Regions from separate parts of the Sus scrofa genome. Here region 1 is linked to region 2. A link is a contact called in public HiChIP or PLAC-seq data. All regions are on one chromosome and are shown on one strand. Each heading gives the region's core, a stretch centred on a gene start, on an enhancer-like site or on the middle of the called end of the contact. The rest is flanking DNA. Distances are from core to core; before and after follow the strand shown. Region 1 holds the start of FRAT2 (GSK-3-binding protein FRAT2). Region 2 overlaps ARHGAP19 (a long non-coding RNA gene).

Region 1 (6,132 bases), core at 1,240-3,739, 43 kb after region 2:
AACCATGATCCAAAACAAAAACCAAATTTATTCCGCAGACATTTGAATTAAGAAATCCTATAAATCAGGACCACCACAATTTCAGACACTCCGGTGCGAAGTGTTCATCAACAGCTACATCTGGAGGATGAACAAGCCATTGAATCTTGTTAAAAAATTAGTTTAGCTCCCTTAAAGTTTGGGGGTGGCACCTTACGTAGAGCGCCATCAAGTTTTACATTGGGTAAAGCCAGCGGTTTCTCCTCTTGGAGAGTCACATTTAAAAAAAAAAAAAAAAAAATTCAGTCACTCACAAAGAGGTGGTGGCAGGAGGAAACTGAGGGGTGAAGACTCATGGAGGCTCAGGTCCACGGCTCCAAAGGGCCAGAATAGAGCAGAAAAACATCCAGGGTCTCATTCGCCCCAAGCAGACATCAGAAAGGGTGGAATAAGAAAGCCAGCTGGGAGTATAGGAGAGGCTCAAAGATTGTTTATGCCTGTTTCTGAGAAAGCTCATGGCATGGCCAAGACTAGCCTCACGGGGCGAGGAGGCGTTAGAAAGACAGCTCAGAAAAAAAACAAATCCATTCTCCTCACACTTCCCTCTCCACTTGTGTGTCCTTGGGAGACTCCAAGAGGTAGCAAAGCACAGACAGGGCTCTTCTCCGAGCAAAAGCAAAAACACAAGGGTGAGTTAGTTCTCCCAGGAACCCCACAGCCTTCCACCTACAGCACACTATGACCTTGAATTACAGGTGGCAAGGTCAAGTCATTTAAAAGTCCACAACCAACTCCACCCACCTTCAAAGTTCTTCACCTCCCCACCCCGACAAGTGGAATTCACATCTCCCACTTCCACCAGCCACGGATGAGTTGGGAGAACAGGGGGGTGATGCCAACCCACCCACCACCAAGCTTTTACATTCTTCTTCCCTCCGGAATTTCTTTGCACAGCAATTGTAGCACCATTTTCACTAAGCTCCTCCACCAGAAAATAAAATGTATTCGTGTCATCAGTTTTCAAGTATTGTTATAAAGACCCCACGATTCTCGGAGCCGTATTTTTAAACAATCCAAGCACACGACTTCCCCAAGGGTTAAGTCAGGTACAAGTTGATGCAAATAGCTGCCACAGTTCTCCTAGTTCATCCCAAGTCCTGTCTCCGAAGTGGCCGGGGAAATTCTCACCGGACACGGCCGCGCCCTGGCCGGTGCATTTCTCCTCGCTCCAGTTTCTCTCCGACCGCTTTGCCGGGGCGGGTAACTTCTAGGCTTGAAGTGTCTCCCCACACGCCTCCCTGCAGCCTAGGCGGTCGCTCGCAGAACGGCAACCGCGGCTGCAACTCAGGGCTGGTGAAGAAGGGAGGACGCTGTTGGGTCTGCGAACCGGCTTCGTCTTCCTCCTCCAAGGGCCCTGGGTCAGTGCAAGGCGCCGGAGGGCTGCAGAGCGACAGGGTCCGGTCTGCTACAGCTGCTCCCAGCTCCGGGGCCGCCCGTGGGGCCTGTGGCTGCAACCGCTGCGACCGCTCGCTGGAGCCTCCGCACGGCCTCCTTGATGAGGTTCCCCGAAAGCACCAACTGCTGCAGGAGTCGGTGCGGGTCGTCGTCGTTGGCGCGCGCCCCAGCTGGGGGCCATGGGCGCTGTTGCAGGCGGCGGGAGGCGACAGCGCTCCGAAGCCATCCACGCCGGCACGGCCCAGGCAGGGCGTTGGGGCCTGCGGCAAGCTCGGCCACAAAGTAGGGCGCAGTCCGGTTCCGCACGCGGCCGCGATCCCCGAAGGGGCAGCGCAGAGCCCCTAGGGGCCCGGGACCCCTAGCCTCCGCAGACCCGGGCGGCAGAAGCAGCGGCAGAGCTGGGGCCCGGGCCTTTTCCGCTAGCACTGCTGCCGGCGGCCGCGGGGGCTGCAGCGGCGGTCCCGGGAGCGCGCACGGGGACACAGGGCGGTCCTGTGCCGCGTCCAACTGCAGCGTCTCGCCGATCTGGGCTACCAGCCGGTCCACCTCGCCGGAGCCGCCCAGCGTCACCGACTGTTCCAGCAGGAGGAAGCTGTCTTCCTCCTCCTCTTCCTCGCCGGCTTCCACTTCCTCCTCCCTCCAGCACGGCATGGCCCCCCTCGCCGGCACCCGGAGCTCTGCCGGAGTCTCTGGCAGCTCGGCCGCCCGCGGGGCTCGGAAGGCCGCTGCGGAGCCGGGTGCGGGGCTGAGGCCGCCCAAGCCGGGGCCGGGGAGGACGCGGAAGCCGGAGCCCGCGAGAGACTCGCGCCGCGCGCGCCTGCAGCAGAGGGGAGCCGGAATCCTACCGGCTGGAGTTGATTTGTAAACAATGGGTGACGTAGCCGCCGGGCTCTACCACCTTGCCCGGGCTGGGGGACCCGCGAGGAGGCGGCTCCGCGAGAGTCCTCGCCCGCAGCCCAGGGCCGCGGCCAAAGCTTTCTTTTTTCTACACTTGGTGTCTGCCTAGGAGGAGATCCTGGGAGTGGGGAGATCTTCCTACTTCCCCGGCCCAGTCAGCAGCACAAGAAAATGGAGACTCTAAGGTGGCCTGGATTGGACTCTCCCACTCGCAGACACACCCACCCACACACCCAACCCCTCCTCCTCCGACGTTTCCTCCCTCCCCACGTGTCAGCACGGCTTGAACCCGCCCTGCTCCTCCTCCGCGCACCCGCAGTCGTCGGGACCCGGAGAGGAGGAGGAGGGGAGGGGCGAGCCCCGGGTCAGGGGCGGCTTGGGAAGGGTGGGGCTGGGGGAACTAAGGGTGGGGAAGCGAACATCGCCGAGAAAGGCGGAATCAAGCCGAGACGGGGTCTCTGAGCCTTGGCTCTGCTCTGTCCTCAAGCCCTCTGGCCCGGCGCGGAGAAGGACACGCCGCCGCATGGTTAAAGAAGAGTTGACTTTGTTCATTAAAAAAAAAAAAAAAAGATTCAAATAGAAACATAGGGCGATGAAAAAAATCTCTCTAATATAGGACTCCAACATGGTTCACAGATACAAATTTTTTCTTCTCCAGGCCTTTTCTATAAAATTGTTTTACAAACAGCCGTGCGTTGGTTATAGACTTTTCCGCTTAAAATATGCCATACACGGTGTTATTGCATGCATCTTCGAGAATATAAAATGATTACCAAGGTTTCCGTCAAGTGGCTGTCCCATAAGTTATTGAACAATTCTCTTTTCACATTTGCTATTTACCTAATGTCGCCGTTGCAAATAACTGTGTGACTAATATTTTTGTGTGTAAAACTTTTTCCATGTTGATTCTTTCCTAAGAACATATTCCCAGAATGGAAATTCAGGTCAAAAATATGGATATTTTAAGGTTTCTGACAAAAGTACCAAAATGCTTTCCAACAGTTGGGTAAATTTACTCTCCCATCATCAATGTGTGAGCTTACATTATTCATTACATCTTCACTAGTTCTTGAATATTATAGTTATTTTTTTGGCTAATTTCATAGATGAAATGGATAACTCCTTTCAGCATTAATTTTTTGACTTAGAGCAGTTTTTAAATATTTGTTAACCAACTGTACTTCCTTTTTTTGTGAGTAGTTCTGAGTTTTTCCTATTGCGTTTTTATGTATTTTCATGACTCTTCTACATAACAGAAGTTAACTTTTTTCTTTCATATTTTAATGTGGTTATTTTCTTGGCCCTGTGCAGTATTTTTTTTTTTTGGCTTTTTAGGGCCAAACCCTCGGCACTTGAAGGTTGGAGTTTCCCAAGCTAGGGGTTGAATCAGCTGCAGCAGCCAGCCTACACCACAGCCACAGCAAAGCAGGATCTGAGCCTGCTGTGACCCACACCACAGGTCAGCGCAACACCAGACACCCAAACTACCCAGCAAGGATAGGGATTGAACCCCCATCCTCATGGATACTAGTTGGATTCGTTTCCACTGCGCCACACGAGGGGAACTCCTATTTAGTACTAGTTTTTTAGATTTTTCTAGTGCCTTGATTTTTTTCCCAAACCTATCTGGATTAATTTTGGTCATTGGTGCAGGGAGACAGTATGATTTCTTCCCCCCCCCCCCCCGGGGCTTGTCAGACAGGGCTGTATATCTTCATTAGGGCAGAGCTGTGTGGGACCTATAAACCCCAGCTCCGTCCTGATGAAATCCCAGCTGCTGTTAAGCCGGCGGTTGTAAGGACTGGGTGGGGCTGGGAATATTTTGATCAGCCTGTTGTTCGTAGTCAGAAGAACCCTGAACAGGTTGTACAAAGACCTAAAGAGATTCAAGTCTCATGCCTGCCCTGTCTGGGTGTGTGGCTCCTAGCAAATCAGTTTACAAGTGAAGACACTTGTAAAATGGAAAAAATAATCCCTGCCCTGCCTCCCTCTGAGGATTGTTTTCAGGATCAAATGAGATAATGGGAACAGGCTTTGTCAGGCATTACACAAATGTAATGTGGGATTAGGTCCAGGGGTTTACGAACAGAGGCCTGGCTCAATTCCAGCGATTCCCTCAGGGAAACAGCTAATATATTAATGATGAAGTTTCCCCTTTGCAGCCCACTGAGTAAAACGTACCCCCGAGGCATTCCTTCCTTGAACTTGCCTGGTCCCTGAATTCTGCCCTGACCTGGGATTGTTTAAGGCCTTCTTGAAGTCAACCCAAAGGCTCCCACATCCCAAGGTGTGACCACCCCCCCCACAACTAGTTCTGCAGGTTTGGGTGACAGATCCTTTCCCTAGAGGCCGCCTTCCTCCTCCATCTCTGTAGAGGGCTCTTCACACACTTTGCTGACGAGGACTGGAAGCCATTACCCCCAGAGAGAGTGATTCTCATTTTCATTCTGATGGTACTTACTGGAGAATTTCAAGGGGAATGAAAATTAGGGGAGGGCTTATGGATTTCAGCAGAGTTAAATGGTAATTTTTTTCCCCTCCTCTCTGTAAGATGATGCCTGCCTGTAAGTAGAGAAAAGCAGTTTTATGCTCCATTGACTTTAAACATTAATGGGGCTGGTGTAGCTATTGTCTCTAACCCTGCATCCCTGGAAGTCGTTTTTTGTCTTCTTGTCAGAGTAATTCCCATCGTGTTCTTAGTACTATAGGAAACGGAGCTTTGAGATGGCATTCTTTAAAAAAAAAAAAAAAAAAAAATCTTCCCTTTGTAATGTTGCTTTTGTGTGGAGATTGCTCTGTAAATATGCCGGGACTTGGATATTATACTGTTCATTATAGAGATGAATTCATTACAGAAGACCAACTCCATTTTCTGGGGACACTTCTCTGGAGGGCACTGAGAGGGGGAAGTGCTGTGCTGGACCAGTGGGAGGCAGAGAAATGCCCTGGATTAGGAATCAAAGTACAAGATGCTAGAGAGGCTCAGAAGCAATTAAAAGTAATGAGAGGGTATCAGAAAGGGAAGCAATGAGAGCTGTGTGCCTGGCATGCTGGCTGCCCGCCTGGAAAGAGACGTGGAGGGTATTCGGCATCCCCCGTGGAGGGACACAGAATTCAAGGATTGTCGGCAATCGTTTAGACTGCCTTGAAGTTTGCTTTCCACGTAGACTTTGCTTTCAGTAACCTGCACTCAGAGACACCAGCAAGGGTGAGGAGAGATGAACTCTAGGTTTGGAATCCCACTTGCATCCATCGACTTCATCCTTCTGTGCCTCAGATCCCGAATCTGGAAAATGAAGGGTGATCGCTTCTTTACAAAATCGTTTTATTACATAAGAATTTGCCTTTTTTTAAGGCTGAAACATCACTAAGACTATGTCTACTTCTTAGAGCTTAAATCCAGTGTCATCCCCAAGGTCATATGATAAAGTTTTCCCAAATTCTTTTTTTGGCTGCACCTGCATAGGGAAGTCCTTGGGGCAGGGATTGAACCCTCCCCTCAGCAGCGATCCACGCTGCTGCAGAGACAATGTTTTTTGTTTTGTTTCTGGCATGTGAAAGTTCCCTGGCCAGGGATGGAATCCACGCCACTGAGTCACCAGGGAACTCCAGGAAAGGGGTTATTTTTAATAAAATTACTAACTACCTAGATAATCATGATTTGAAATTATCTGAGACAAAACTGTAGATTCAGGTAACAGATCAAGGATTGCTAGAGGGTCAGGTGGTGGAAGGGAGGCTGTAACTACCAGGGGAAGCACAGGGGAACTTGGGGGCTCGATGGAACTATTCAGTATCCTG
Region 2 (6,581 bases), core at 2,295-4,794:
AAAAAGGCTAATATTCTGAATAAATGAAGCTTTTGTACTAATCAATAAGAAAAAATAAGGAGTTCCCGTTGTGGCGCAGTGGTTAGCAAATCTGACTAGGAACCATGAGTTTGCAGGTTCGATCCCTGGCCTTGCTCAGTGGGTTAAGGATCCGGTGTTGCCATGAGCTGTGGTGCAGGTCGCAGACGCAGCTCGGATCCCACATTGCTGTGGCTCTGGCGTAGGCCAGCAGCAACAGCTCCGATTCGACCCCTAGCCTGGGAACCTCCATATGCTGCGAGAGTGGCCCAAGAAAATGGCAAAAAGACAAAAATAAATTTAAAAATTTTTTAAAAATAAATAAATAAATAAATAAAAATAAAAAACCATTACATACTATTATCCAACAGAATGGCTAAATTAAAGAGACTGACAATATCAAAGATTAGAAAAAATAATAGCTAACTCTTTTATACAGATAGTGGGGCTATAAATGTATATGACTATTTTGGAGTTCCCATCGTGGCTCAGTGGAAATGAATCTGACTAGTATCCGTGAGGATTTGGGTTCAATCCCTGACCTCACTCAGTGGGTTAAGGATCTGGCTTTGCTGTGAGCTGTGGTGTAGGTTACAGATGCGGCTCAGAGGCTGCGTTGATGTGGCTGTGGCGTAGGCGGGCAGCTACAGCTCTGATTCATCCCCTAGCCTGGGAACCTCCATATGCCACAGGTGCAGCCCTAAAAAAGCAAAAAAAAAAATACATATATATATATATAATATATATATATGACTATTTTAAAAAACTATTTGGTCTTATCTACTAAAGTAGAACAAGTTGTACCCCATGACCCAACAATTCTAAAGCATGCCTAACAAGTGCAGCCATGTATTGCATCAAAAATCCCAAACAAGAACGTTCATTAATACATTAATTTCTTTTTGGGGTGGGGCTTGCCCATGGCATGCAGAAGTTCATGGGCCAGGGACGGAACACAAGTCACAGCAGTGACAATGAGCTATAGCAGTGACAACACCGAATCTTCAACCGCTAGGCCACAGGGAACTCCTACCTTAATTTCTAAACAGACAAACTGGAAGCAAAATGTCCAGCAGAATGGTTTTTTAAAACATGGCATATATAATGGCAGATTTTACAACAATGAAAATGGGCAAATTCCAGTTACATACACCATCATGAATGAATCCTACAGAAAATGTTCAACAAAAAAGTCTTTCTCACACAAACACGCGCAACTACTTACTATATAATGCCATTTATACCAAATTTCAAAAACAGTTTAGAGATACAGTCTCCAACTTACAATGGTTCAATTTAAAATTTTTCAACGTTGGAGTTCCCGTCGTGGCGCAGTGGTTAATGAATCCAACTAGGAACCATGAGGTTGCGGGTTCGATCCCTGCCCTTGCTCAGTGGGTTAACGATCCGGCGTTGCCGTGAGCTGTGGTGTAGGTTGCAGACGCGGCTCGGATCCTGCATTGCTGTGGCTCTGGCGTAGGCCGGTGGCTACAGCTCCGATTCAACCCCTAGCCTGGGAACCTCCACATGCCGCGAGAGCGGCCCTAGAAATGGAAAAAAAAAATTTTTTTTGAATTTTGATCTTTTCCCAGGCTAGTGACATATAGTCCAAGACGCAGTCATGATGCTGGGCAACAATAACGAGCCATAGCTCCCAGGCAGCCACAAGGTCATGAGGGTAAACCGATATACTTACAACCATCCTGTACCCAGACAACCATTCTTTTTTTTACTTTCAGTACCATATTCAACAAAGTACATGAGATATTCACCACTTTATTACAAACTAGGATTTGAGTTAAACAGTTTTGACTAAATGATTTTTATATGCTAATGGAAGTGGTCTGAGCATGTTTAAAATAGGTTAGGCTAACCTATGGTGTTCAGTGTTAGGTGTATTAAATGCATTTTCAATTCCATTGTAAATCGAGGAATAGCTGTACTTGCTTAAGTGGCAAAATGGTAGAGAATCAGAGATGTATTTACCATTAGGGATAATGGTAACCCTTGGGAATTAGTGATTATGAAGAGGCAAGAGGGCATAAGGGGAGTTTCTAGGGTACAAGCAATGTTTTATGATAAACTATTAAGCTATGAGGAAAAGGGAGTGATTCGTTAGAAGTAAAAATGGAAAACGTTAAGATTTGCAGAAGGTGCATGAAAGAGTATGGATTATATTATTCTACATACTTATATGTATAACCAACATCTCTCATGACAATTTTTTTTTTTTTTTGTCTTTTTGTTTTTCTAGGGCCGCATCCATAGCATATGGAGGTTCCCAGGCTAGGGGTCTAATTGGAGCTGTAGCCACCGGCCTGCACCACAGCCACAGCAACTTGGGATCCGAGCTGTGTCTGCGACCTACACCACAGCTCATGGCAATGCCGGATCCTTAACCCATTGAGCGAACCCACAACCTCATGATTCCTAGTCGGATTCAATAACCACTGCACCACAACGGGAACTCCATCACGACAAGTTTTTTTAAGAAACCAAGTAGTTTTGACTTAAATCTTGCTACAAATTGATGTAAATATCATAGAAAATCAAAGTAGGAGTTTCTGTTGTTGTGGCTCAGCAGGTTAAGGACCCAAGATTGTCTCTGTGAGGATGGGGATTCGATCCCTGGCCGTGTTCAGTAGGTTAAGGATTCCGCATCGCCGCAAGCTGCAGTGCAGGTCACGGGGTGGCTTGGATCTGTTTTGCTATGGCTGTGGTGTAGGCCAGCAGCTGCAGCTCCAATTCAACCCCTAGCCTGAGAACTTCCATATGCCACAGGTGTAGCAAAGAAAAGAAAAGAAAATCAAAGTAAAGTATATACAAAAGATTAATTTCCTCATCATAAAGCTTTCTCCATAGGAGTTCCTGTCACAGCTCAGTGATTAACAAATGGTTGTGTAGGTCGCAGACGCAGCTTGGATTCAGCACTGCTGAGGCTGTGGCATAGGCCAGTGGCTACAGCTCCTATTAGACCCCTAGCCTGGAAACCTCCATATACCATGGGTGCAGCCCTAGAAAAGGGAAAAAGAGGGGGAGAGAAAAAAAAAAAAAAGGTTTCTGCACAGATGGCCAGAACCAGGAGAATTAGTAGTTAGGTACATGGGCACTTAGCGATAGCAAGGACTCCAGTATTTAAATGCATATGCTAGGCAAATACCCCAAAGAGTAATAAGAGGCAAAATGTATCCCTCAAAAAGGATTATTTTTTATTACTATAGTCTGCAATGATTACTTTTACCACTAGATGGAACTCTACATGTAAGGTGATATGCTTAGTGAAAGGACTGGAAACAAAATCCACAGCTGAAAAATCAATTACATAAAAATGAAATGCAAGTGCTTTTAAGGCATGCTGAACCCATGAATCTGCAAAATTCAAGGCAGTAGGGAAAAAAATAACTATATCCTGCAGATGTATCTTTTGGCTGACTACTATCAAAATTGCATACCCACAAAACTAAATGTTTCCTCCCTAGTGAATTGCTTAACTTGATTTGTTCTCCAAGAACCACAATCTTGGCAACATCTATCAAAATATGAGCTATATTTAAAGTTGTCTAAACCTGACTTACCACCCTGAGAGAAGTATGCACTCTCTTACTGCCTTTTCAACCTTCTGGCTCTGAAACATGGCTTTAAAACGTTTCACTTTATTGGAGAGCTATTGCATATTAATACATACAAGTAATAAATAAGAGGCTGTTATTCTTCACTTTTTCTCCAAGTCAAAGTTACACTGGTATTATGAATTCTGTACATAGAAAGAAAAAATAAAGCAGGCTCCATGTGCCCAAGCTGGCAGGTTTTTTATACATGAAACAGTTTTAAAGTTAAGTTGTACCACAGTTTTTCAGGAAATAATATTCAATTTCTAACAAAAGTTTTGAAATGCTCTGTCCGTAAGAGTAGCTGTCCACATCACCCTAATACCAAAACCAGATGAAGATACACCCAAAAAAGAAAACTATAGGCCAATTATCTTTGATGAATATAGATGCAAAAATTCTCAACAAAATTTTAGCCAAGGAGTTCCCGTCATGGCGCAGTGGTTAACGAATCCGACTAGGAACCATGAGGTCGAGGGTTCGGTCCCTGCCCTTGCTCAGTGGGTTAAATAGCAAAAAGACAAAAAAAAAAAAAAAAGAAAAAAAAAATTAAAAAAAAAAAAAAATTTTAGCCAAGCGAATCCAACAACATATAAAAAAGATCATACACCACAACCAAGTGGGATTCATCTTAGGTTCACAAGTACGGTTCGACATACACAAATAAATCAACGTCTGGAGTTCCCGTCGTGGCGCAGTGGCTGACGAATCCGACTAGGAACCATGAGGTTGCGGGTTCAGTCCCTGCCCTTGCTCAGTGGGTTAACGATCCCGCGTTGCCCTGAGCTGTGGTGTAGGTTGCAGACGCGGCTCGGATCCCGCGTTGCTGTGGCTCTGGCGTAGGCCAGTGGCTGCAGCTCCAATTAGACCCCTAGCCTGGGAACCTCCATATGCCGTGGGAGCGGCCCAAGAAATAGCAAAAAGACATAAATAAATAAATAAATAAATAAATAAATCAACGTCATACATAATGAATAAAAGAAAAGTCAAAACCCACATGATCATCTCAAAAGATGCAGAAAAAGCATTTGACAAAGTCCAATATCCACTCATGATAAAAATGCTTACCAAAGTGGGTATAGAGGGAACATACCTTAACATAAAGCCATTTATGACAAACCCACAGCAACTACAATACTCAATGGAGAAAATCTGAAAGGCTTCCCACTAAATCTGGAACAAGACAAGGATGCCCACTATCGTCACTGTTATTCAACATAGTATTGGAAGCCCTAGCCACAGCAATCAGACAAACAAAAGAAATAAAACATATCCAAATTGGAAGAGAACAGGTAAAACTGACACTATATGCAGATGACATTATACTATATATAGAAAACCCTAAGGACTCAACCCAAAAACTACTTGAACTGATCAACGAATTCAGCAAAGTAGCAGGATATAAAATTAACATTCAGAAATTGGTCGCATTTCTGTATACTAACAATGAAATATTAGAAAAGGAATACAAAAATATAAAGCCTTTTAAAATTGCACCCTAAAAAAATCAAATACCTGGGAATACACCTGACCAAGGAGGTGAAAGACATATGCTGAGAAGTATAAAACATTAATCAAGGAAATTAAAAAGGATTCAAAGAAATGGAAAGATATTCCATGCTCCTGGGTTGGAAAAATTAATATTGTAAAAATGGCCATACTACCCAAAGCAATCCACAAATTCAATGCAATCCCTATCAAATTACCCATGACATTTTTCACAGAACTAGAACAAACAATCCGAAAATTTATATGAAACCACAAAAGACCCAGAATTTCCAAAACAATGCTGAGGAACAAAAACCAAGCAGGAAGCATAACTCTCCTAGACTTCAGGCACTATTACAAAGCCACAGTCATCAAGACAGTGTGGTACTGGTACCAAAACAGACATACAGACCAACAGAACAGAATAGAGAATGCAGAAATAAACCCAGGAACCTATGATCAATTAATCTTCAACAAAGGAGGCAAGAATATAAAACAGAAAAAAAGACAATCTTTTCAGCAAGCAGTGCTGGGAAAACTGGACAGCCACATGTAAATCAATGAAACTGTAACACGCCCTCACACCATGCACAAAAATAAACTCAAAATGGCTTAAAGACTTAAATGTAAGACAAGACACCATAAAACTCCTAGAAGGGAACACAGGCAAAACATTCTCTGACACCAGCCTTACAAATGTTTTCTCAGGTCAGTCTCCCAAACCAACAGAAATAAAAGCAAAAATAAACCAATGGGACCTATTCAAATTGACAAGATTTTGCACAGAAAAAGAAACCATAAAAAAAAAAAAAAAAAACAACTTACAGAATGGGAGAAAACAGTTTCAAATGATGCAACTGACAAGGGCTTCATCTCTAAAATATACAATTTATACAACTCAACAGCAATAAAGCCAACAACCCAATTGAAAAATGAGCAAAAGACCTTGAAGAGACATTTCTCCAAAGAAGATATACTGATGGCCAACAAGCACATGACAAAATGCTCAACATCACTGATTATTAGAGAAATGCAAATCAAAACTACTATGAGGTACCACCTCACACCAGTCAGAATGGCCATCATTAATAAGTCCACAAATAACAAATGCTGAAGAGGATGTGGAGAAAAGGGAACCCTCCTGCACTGTTGGTGAGAATGTAAATTGGTACAACCACTATGGAAAACAGTATGGAGGTACCTTAGAAAACTATACATAGAACTACCATATGACCTACCATATGACCCATATGCCACTCTTGGGCATATATCCAGACAAAACTTTCCTTGAAAAAGACGCATGCACCTGTATGTTCATCGCAGCACTATTCACAATAGCCAAGACATGGAAACAACCTAAATGTCCATCAAAAGATGAATGGATTAAGAAGATGTGATATCGGAGTTCCCATCATGGCGCAGTGGTTAACGAATCTGACTAGGAACCATGAGGTTGTGCGTTCGATC

Evidence for each region. HiChIP or PLAC-seq counts read pairs in DNA pulled down with a chosen protein or histone mark.
Region 1: an H3K27ac HiChIP or PLAC-seq map of skeletal muscle shows a contact between it and region 2. The contact joins the promoter of FRAT2 here to the enhancer-like site in region 2. A contact is called at or near these places in 2 of 5 promoter capture datasets (fetal liver and liver), 23 of 47 Hi-C or Micro-C datasets (alveolar macrophages, blood, embryonic fibroblasts and 11 more) and 2 of 2 datasets of contacts at active chromatin or transcription factors (alveolar macrophages and skeletal muscle).

Annotation. Positions count from the first base shown.
Region 1 is chr14:108,752,665-108,758,796 of Sscrofa11.1, forward strand. It overlaps FRAT2 (GSK-3-binding protein FRAT2), which reads right to left and starts at 2,490. Exons shown (of 1, transcript XM_021072329.1): 1 at 9-2,490. The coding sequence starts at 2,085. The coding sequence ends at 1,399.
Region 2 is chr14:108,709,012-108,715,592 of Sscrofa11.1, forward strand. All of the region lies in intron 1 of ARHGAP19 (a long non-coding RNA gene), which reads right to left. Among named protein-coding and RNA genes, the nearest start is that of ARHGAP19, 27 kb to the right of the region's middle. Within about 2 kb of position 3,545, at least 2 of the 83 cell types and tissues checked have an H3K27ac peak or open chromatin away from gene starts, as enhancers often do. A contact at or near this core is called in omental adipose tissue and skeletal muscle, where this site is marked.